3 separate regions of the Danio rerio genome follow, and all the other regions are linked to region 3. A link is a contact called in public Micro-C data. All regions are on one chromosome and are shown on one strand. The core of a region is the stretch at or near the end of the contact, and the rest is flanking DNA. Distances in the headings are between cores, read along the strand shown.

Region 1 (2,700 bases), core at 136-2,635, 260 kb after region 3:
TTAGCCAACAATAAAATAATATGAACAAGAATAACAAAAATATATAACAATACAGTTTTTTCCACAATGTTTTGTTTTCAGTTGAATTGCACTTTTTTGAGTAATTGAATTAAATTTAAAGTGTTACAAAATCACTTTATACAATTTAGTTAAAATAATGTTAATATACTTTATAAGTTACTTACACTTGCATATATTAGTCTATAGTAATAACTAGTCATTTCACTACTTCATTTCAATGGTTCATGTCGTACCATCAACTATACTGAGCATGCCACATTCATAGTTCAAAATATCTCAATATACATGGCTTATGTACATGTAGACATATCTTAAAGTTTTTAAAAGTCTTTTTTTTTAAAAAAGTCTAACAAAATCACTTTAAATTGTTTAGTACAAAAAAAAAATTGGCTCAGAAATTAAATTTTGGCGCATTTTGAAACATAAAAGTAGACACTTGCAACTTACTTTTTAGAGTAGTGTTTATTTGATTATTATTATCATTATTATTATTATTATTAATAACAATAATAATTAATTTTTTTATTATTTTTATTAAGCACATTTTTTGCATTCATCCTTCTATGTATCTTTTGCTGCTGCACATTTCATGTCTGTGGAGTGCATTAAGATGCTACTTTTAATGGCAGAACATAAAAAAAGTTTATTATTTTATTATTAATACTTTTACTTGTCATTAATGCAAATATGCAACATAATTGTTTTGAATAGTTTTGCTTCTATGTTTGCTTCAATCTATCTATCTATCTATCTATCTATCTATCTATCTATCTATCTATCTATCTATCTATCTATCTATCTATCTATCTATCTATCTATCTATCTATCTATCTATCTATCTATCTATCTATCTATCTATCTATCTATCTATCTATATTTAACTTATCTAAACCGCAATTTAAACATTCTAAATAATTACAATGATAAAAAGTATATGACATAAACTTTACCTAATTATCTAAATTTAATTAGAATGGGGGAAAGCATTAATATGTACAGTAGATCCCCCACCGCCAATAATTCTTCAAGCAAACTAACATCAAAAAGAATAAATCAGCCACAAATGACCTTGCATCATATATCATCAACCAACGTCTTCTGTGCCAGTATGAACTATGCAGTGTTTTGGCTGAATCTCCTGAACACACTTCAGAACAACATCCTAAATATTTCAGAGCACAACCTGCCGAGTCACATTTCCGCATCTCGCGACCTCCAGGCTGGCAGCTCGAATCATAAAAGAGTCATTGAGAGATCAGGCGCAGGTAAAGAAAAGCCGCTGTGTTTTATGGGCGTTAGCAGGGGATCTGGAGACTGAGGGTAAGTAGGCATGAGGGCATGTGAGTACACTTGTTTTCTGACACGTTTTCACCTCTCTCTGGGCCTCCGGCAGTAAACACTCTAAATAAATGATGCCTTCTGAGATTCTCATTGGCTGATTATTGCCACTCGCTATGCCAGCTCTTTTATTTATTTCCTGCTATAGAGGTGAGACAATGAGTTCCGCCTGCTTTCTGGAAATGACTTGTAATGAAAAAGTACTTGGCAGCTGATTAAAATGGTTAATTTAGGCATGGACATGATCATAAATAGTGGAGAGGGATCTGTAAGACTACAGCTTTTTAGAGTAAAAATGCAAAACGGGCATTTTTCCCCTTATCTTCTGCTATCTTTGTGCCACACAGTGCTTTAATGTATTATTGTATTATGAATTATTATAAAGAATATACATGTTAAAATGTATATTATTACTGTATAAAATTATAAGATGTCAACTTCTCAGAGCTCAAAGGGATATGGGATGGACCATCACACAGTGAAAACATGTACTGTGATCAGATGAATCAGTACTTGAGGTGTTTTTGGGAGAAACGAACGCAGACCAAAAAAGAAAAGTATCATCCAGACTGTTACCAGCAACAAGTCCAAAAGCCAGGGTCTGTCGTGGTATTGGGTTGTGTCAGTACCCTTGGCAAAGGTAACCTGCACTTCAGTGATGCACTTTTAATGCTGGAAAGTACATGAAGATTTTGGAGCACAATATGCTGCCTTCTATTCAATGCACATTTCAACAAAACCACATTCTGCACACATTACAAAGTCCTTCTGCAAAGGAAGAGGATACAGGTACTTAACTGGCCTGCCTGCAGTCCTGACATGTCTCCAATAGAAAATGTGTGGCGCATTTTAAAATGCGACCCCATACTGGTGCCCATCTTAAGACTTGTTTGCAGGAAGAATAGGACAAAATTACACCTGAACTTTGAATTACTTTGGATTCTTACCTAATAAGACTGTAAAAAATAAAATAAAATAAAAAATAAATTAAAAGCCTAAAAAAGCAACAGAACAGGAAACATTGAAACAAGTTTTGACCACTTAATATAGCCTAATTTTGCTGGAAATTTTTTTTTATAACAAATTTTAATTTGGTATAAATTGTATTTTTATTTTAATTATTTTTTGTTGGTCAGTTATCTACAAAAAAAATAATAATTAATAAATTTTAGGTAAAGTGACATTATTATTATTTTTTTTTTTTGCACAAGGGGATTATGAATTAAATATTGAATATATGAATATGAATGACCTATTACAACATGTATAATATAGGATTTCTGACAAACTTCTCTATAATTTGAGTTATGAATTACAGTATCGCAATACTTGGCATAGTGA
Region 2 (2,700 bases), core at 4-2,503, 350 kb after region 3:
CCAACTTATCCAGCAAGTTTTTTTTGCATAGGATGCCCTTCCAGCCGCAACCCATCTCTAGGAAACATCCACACACACATTCACACACACACTCATACACTACGGACAATTTAGCCAACTCAATTCACCTGTACTGCATGTCTTTGGACTGTGGGGGAAACCGAAGCACCCGGAGGAAACCCACGCGAACACAGGGAGAACATGCAGACTCCACACAGAAACGCCAACTGAGCCAAGGATCGAACCAGCGACCTTCTTGCTGTGAGGCGAACGTGCTACCCACTGCACCACTGTGTCGCCGCCTGTTAAACAGTTTGCTTTTAATATTTTGTGTGGGGAAAAGTCTTGGATTTACTAAATAGGAGGATCATCTTCATTTAAGAATCGTAATTATACATTCTGTCTTAAAATGAGCCAAAAGCATTTCAGCTTAAAGCAAGATTATTGTATAGATTTAATCAGGATCACACATGCAAATAGTAGACTTTGCTTGTTAAATTATTTGAGTGCCATTTGAGATGTTTAAATGAGTCATGTGACCGTAGTACTCAAAAGAGACTCTAGACGCACCTGATCACTGTTACACTGATGAAGGCAGACTTCTGCCGAAACGCGTAGGTTTTTAGACATTTAGCCATGTGAATAAAGGCTTTTTAATTTTTTCATTTTATTCGAGTGCCTTGGACTGATTCTTGTTGATATTATGGTGTCTTTATGCATTAGAAGAGTCAAAAACGTACATACAGCACCTTTAAACAAGTTACTACAGCTAAGATAAAGTCTTAAAAATACACCGCTGGTCTTAAATTATGTCTCTGGTTGTAATTAAGCTAAATGTGCAGATAACATGCCAAACTTTAAGCTTTAGTAAATAAAAAACACAATCATAATCATCTTACACAATCTGTTCTTGCATAGTATTGTAATATATTCCTAAAACAACATCAATGTTTTATGGGTTAAAAAAAAAAATATTGCAACTCTTGACAAGATTAAAAGTTTGTGCAGTGCATCTTCAGAGAAGATTGAGTTTTATTGGCTGAGACAGGTCGGCAAGCCTCTGGAAAGAACATGATCTTTATGACAAACATCTGGAAAAGCCCTTTTGTAAGTCAAGAGAAAAAAATGGAGGGTGTGATGTACAAGAGAGGCATAACAAGACACGTCTAATTGTCTATTTACCGCTGGAGGTCTGTGACAGTTTCTGGCCACAGGCCGATTATCAGCGATCTGGCTTGGCAGCTTGTTGTCGCACATAAAAAAACTCCCTTTCTTTCAGTCCTGGGGGGATTTCGAGCACCGTGAACACACCTTAATCACTGTCCTAATGTGCGTCTCGTGCTGTCAGAACTCACGCTGGCTTTGAGGGATTATCTGGGACGTACCTGCCCATTTTTCTTCATAAAGAAATGAGAGGCGTTCAATGCAAAGTTGGGAGTTTTGCCACAAAGCTACATATTTAAAAGGCAATCAATCATGGTTTCATGCCACTCTGATTTTCTGTTGCACTTGAGGGACACTTCTGAGTGCTGTAATGCATGCTATTTATAATCACAGCTATAAATAACAGCCGGGAGACTGTGCAACTATGGTGTCACCAGTCCGTGTGTTAATTAGTTAAGTGTTTATCGTAGAGATTTATAAATGTTGCTAAAAATAATCATGGAATAGTAATGATATACACCAGCATGCTGTTTTATTATCGGGTTAATATTCATATGATCGTCTTTAAGAAATATAGCAACCACCTAGCAACACTTAAAAAAAAATCCCAGAAGACCACAGAAAGTGCACAATAGCATGTCAAAACCACCCAAACAACCCCCTAGCAAAATTTAGGAAAACCTTTTGTATGATCCTAGTAACTGCATAGCGACATGCTAAAACACCCTGAACCCCAAATTAACCACATAGCAACAGCTTAGAAAATTCCGAGAAGACCACAGAAAGTGCGCAATAAAAAGTAAACCCAAACCCAAATTAAAAACCAAGCAACACATTAAAAAACCTCGCATAAGACCCTAGCAACTGCATAGCAACAAAATAATACACCCTATAAATGACCTAGAAACACCTTAGAAAGCTCCAGAAAGACCTTATAAAGTGCAACAATAACAATATTACAACGGTAAAAATATACAAAAGGTGATATCATGGTAATCACATCTTTTTGAACAAACTTATTTAACAATATGATTGTCTGATAAAGCATTTCTCCGCGATTTGTACTTGTTTTTCTTTTTTACTATAAAGCACATTGTGATTTTTTTGTCAGTGAAAGGTTTTATACAGTATAAATACACTTGCCTATTAACTTCATTGTGCAATAAAGAGTTAATTCACAATACAAAAATGTATAAAAACACAAACAAACTCTTAACGTAGTGAACCACTTACCATGGGTACTGTACATAATTTACAAAGGTAGATATTTAAGGCGACCACAAAAAGCAATATGGCTTCACCAGGATCCATTCACCCCTGCCAAAAAAAAATCCTACGATAACCTCCCAAAATATTCTTATGGTACCCCCCAACATCCTATAGTATCTTATCAAAAATCCTATGGTATCAGCCCAAAAAAAGCCTATGGTATCCGTCCCCAAAATATCTTATGGTATCCCTGCAAAAAAATCCTATGGTACCACCCCCAAAAATTCCTATGGTATCCTACCAAAACACCCTATGTTATCCCCCCAA
Region 3 (2,700 bases), core at 20-2,519:
TCCCACAGGATTTTTTAGTCTGGACAGGCGTGATTAAGATACACACTTTATCTGATTTACATACAGGAACAGAAACATAAGAAGAAGAATACAAATGGCCTAGTCAGTAATAGCATAACTTTACAAGTTAATAACATTATTACACCTATTTACATTCAAACCTAAATGAAAATGTATAATTGTAGATCATAAAATAAAGTCACACAAGCATTATTACGATTCACTGGAATATTTAATGCTTTAATGTGGATATTTTTCTTAAGATTACGATCATAAACCCTAAACTTTGGAGAAACAAGACTTTATGTAGCACTTTATATTATAAATGTTTATTAAGAGTACTAATTTAAACGTATTGTAATGTTTAACATCTGAGTAGCAGATGTGTATTAATATAAAAAGAGGCTATACTGTCGCCTACACATTAAAATACGAGTGTCTAATATTTGTAAATATCTAAACGCATGCACAATAGAGGCTCATTTCGTAATTTAGAAACCATAATGTAATAAAGCAAGTCAAATGAATGAGATGAAATATAATATTTACTATTTTGTAAATAATAGCTATGTTAATTACAGATACACGCATGTTTTGGGCACAATCACACCGCGCGTTTTGTTGTACGGTGTTATAAATACGAGCTGGATCTCAGCGCGGATTTGTGAAATGGTTTTGTCTGGTCATCCAGAGCCAGAAAGCGGCGGCAGGTGAGAGCAGGTGACCAGCCCGAAGTCGCAACCCCTCGTTAACAGGCTTTACCCCTCATCTAATCCCAAGAAAAAGTCATTAGACAGCCGTCAGTTTCAGCCGACACTCACCATTTTTGAGAGCACTGACGATGAGAAAGATTCCCGTAAAGAGGATCAACACTAATCCACAATGCATCCTCGAATCCTGGAGTTCGGAGTGCGGAAAAATAACACAAATTTGGCAAAAAACGATGAGACAATCCTCAGATGGTCGTATTTGGGTAATTCCTCTCGCGTGTAAAGAAGGAAACCGAAAGAGCGCGCAAAAGGGTCTGAGAGCTGTAGAAATGTGCGGTTTTGTGCGTCTTCAGGTCGCTCGCATCCTGCCATTCAGCTCTGGTTTCCTCTGCGCTCTCCCAGACCCGATCCTCTCTCCTTTGCCATTTCCTTCGCCCTGTTAAAGAATGACAGAAAAGGGAAAAAATCGTTGCAGTTCCGCGAAATAGACGAGTAATCCTGTGCGCAAAGACAAGAGAGATCGCTAGACTTTGGCTAAAAAAGTGCGGCTTGGATACGAGATTCAGCCTCCGCGTATAGTAACCCGGCGTTCTGCTTAGTCTCAAAATCGGAGTGAGGAACACAAACATCTGGCGATTGGCTTTGCCATAACAGCGTCTTAAACAAGGGATACACCCCCTAAATTACGCTTCTCTTCTTCCTAGAGTTTGTTGCTCTGCCGTGTGCCAGACGCGCAGGGGATTCTCATTGGTTTGATTACACATATGCAAAAGCCCGACCTATATGGAGCCCAACCTCCCGTATAAAAGAGCACAGAGACCCCGAGCTCTCCGCGAGACACCGTCCAGCCCTCGCGCGCTCTGGAAGTGCTCTTGATGTCGGGATTGCGGTGTAACATCAACGTTTAATACACGCAACAACTACTAGATTGCAACAACTACTAGATCAACTATCTGGATTGAAGCATGTGCACCTTCTGAATTGTATCTACATTATTTGCCAATGCATGTTCACGCAAACGCATGCAATGTTACCACAATTGGCATTAACACGGCGTGTTTTACTCCCGAACTTCCTTTAACATGATGCATATCAAGCGAAACATGAATATATGACAGGCATTCTGCATTTTAAAGATATATAAGATTAAAATCTGTTGCAATCTTGTATGTTTAACACTGCAGTGTGTGCACAAATACAAACTGCAGCAGTGAGACTCCACATAAGTTGATCGCATCGATATTTCTTCATGCTAAACGGACTAAGCCTGTCACTTCAACCGAGTCCTTCCTGCTCAGACAAACAATCAGCACTTGCCTACAAGCTGTCACCCCCGTTACATCCAGCAGTAATGCAGTACGATCCGGTGACCGCGATCGCCCAGTTATCTCCAGTCAAATCCATAAACATCAGCGTCTCCGAACAGCACTCAGCGTTCAGCAACTCTCATTGTATCCGTCATTTACGCTAAACCAAGCAGTCAGCGCGAGGAAACAAACACAGGGTCCTGCAGTACAGAGTCAGCCTAATATTTTGCAGTAATGACCGCGCACTTGCTCATGCAGTGGATATTAAAGCACCGGAGGAAAGGCGGACAGCGGGCTTCATTCCGCAGGAATCCGGGAGAAGTTGCGATCACCGCGGACTCCATGATCCATATCTCACGCCCTGTTCCGCGAGGCTGCCCCGGCCAAAAATGCCGCCTACAGCTCACTCTATCCTCTCTCCACAGAAAAAAAAACAAAGCATGCAGATTAATATAAAACAATCAGAGGGTTAAAATCATAGCTCACACTATTAAAATGCTGGGTTTGCTGTCATCCAATGTTGCATGAGGTCAAATCAAGCCAGACATTGAATTAAAAAAGGTCTCATGTAAGTTTAATAGACTTAATATAAAAATCATCATTAAAATTAATGCATTAAAATAATTAATAAAAATAAAGTTGTTCATTGTTAGCATGTTAACTCATGATGCATTAACTAATGT

What was found. A called contact is a pair of places that touch in the nucleus more often than the background predicts.
Region 1: a contact with region 3 is called in a Micro-C map of caudal fin, with 2.2 times the contacts expected there. The contact joins the enhancer-like site here to the promoter of nrp1a in region 3. A contact is called at or near these places in 1 of 18 Hi-C or Micro-C datasets (caudal fin) and 1 of 4 datasets of contacts at active chromatin or transcription factors (embryo).
Region 2: a Micro-C map of caudal fin shows a contact between it and region 3, with 2.1 times the contacts expected there. The contact joins the enhancer-like site here to the promoter of nrp1a in region 3. A contact is called at or near these places in 2 of 18 Hi-C or Micro-C datasets (caudal fin and an unstated tissue) and 1 of 4 datasets of contacts at active chromatin or transcription factors (caudal fin).

Annotation. Positions count from the first base shown.
Region 1 is chr24:1,650,701-1,653,400 of GRCz12tu, forward strand. It overlaps a transcript of nrp1a not described here. Among named protein-coding and RNA genes, the nearest start is that of nrp1a, 260 kb to the left of the region's middle. Within about 2 kb of position 1,386, at least 2 of the 62 cell types and tissues checked have an H3K27ac peak or open chromatin away from gene starts, as enhancers often do. A contact at or near this core is called in caudal fin, where this site is marked.
Region 2 is chr24:1,732,783-1,735,482 of GRCz12tu, forward strand. All of the region lies in intron 22 of pard3aa (par-3 family cell polarity regulator alpha, a), which reads right to left. Among named protein-coding and RNA genes, the nearest start is that of nrp1a, 350 kb to the left of the region's middle. Within about 2 kb of position 1,254, at least 2 of the 62 cell types and tissues checked have an H3K27ac peak or open chromatin away from gene starts, as enhancers often do. A contact at or near this core is called in caudal fin, where this site is marked.
Region 3 is chr24:1,386,271-1,388,970 of GRCz12tu, forward strand. It overlaps nrp1a (neuropilin 1a), which reads right to left and starts at 1,270. Exons shown (of 17, transcript NM_001040326.1): 1 at 822-1,270. The coding sequence starts at 888.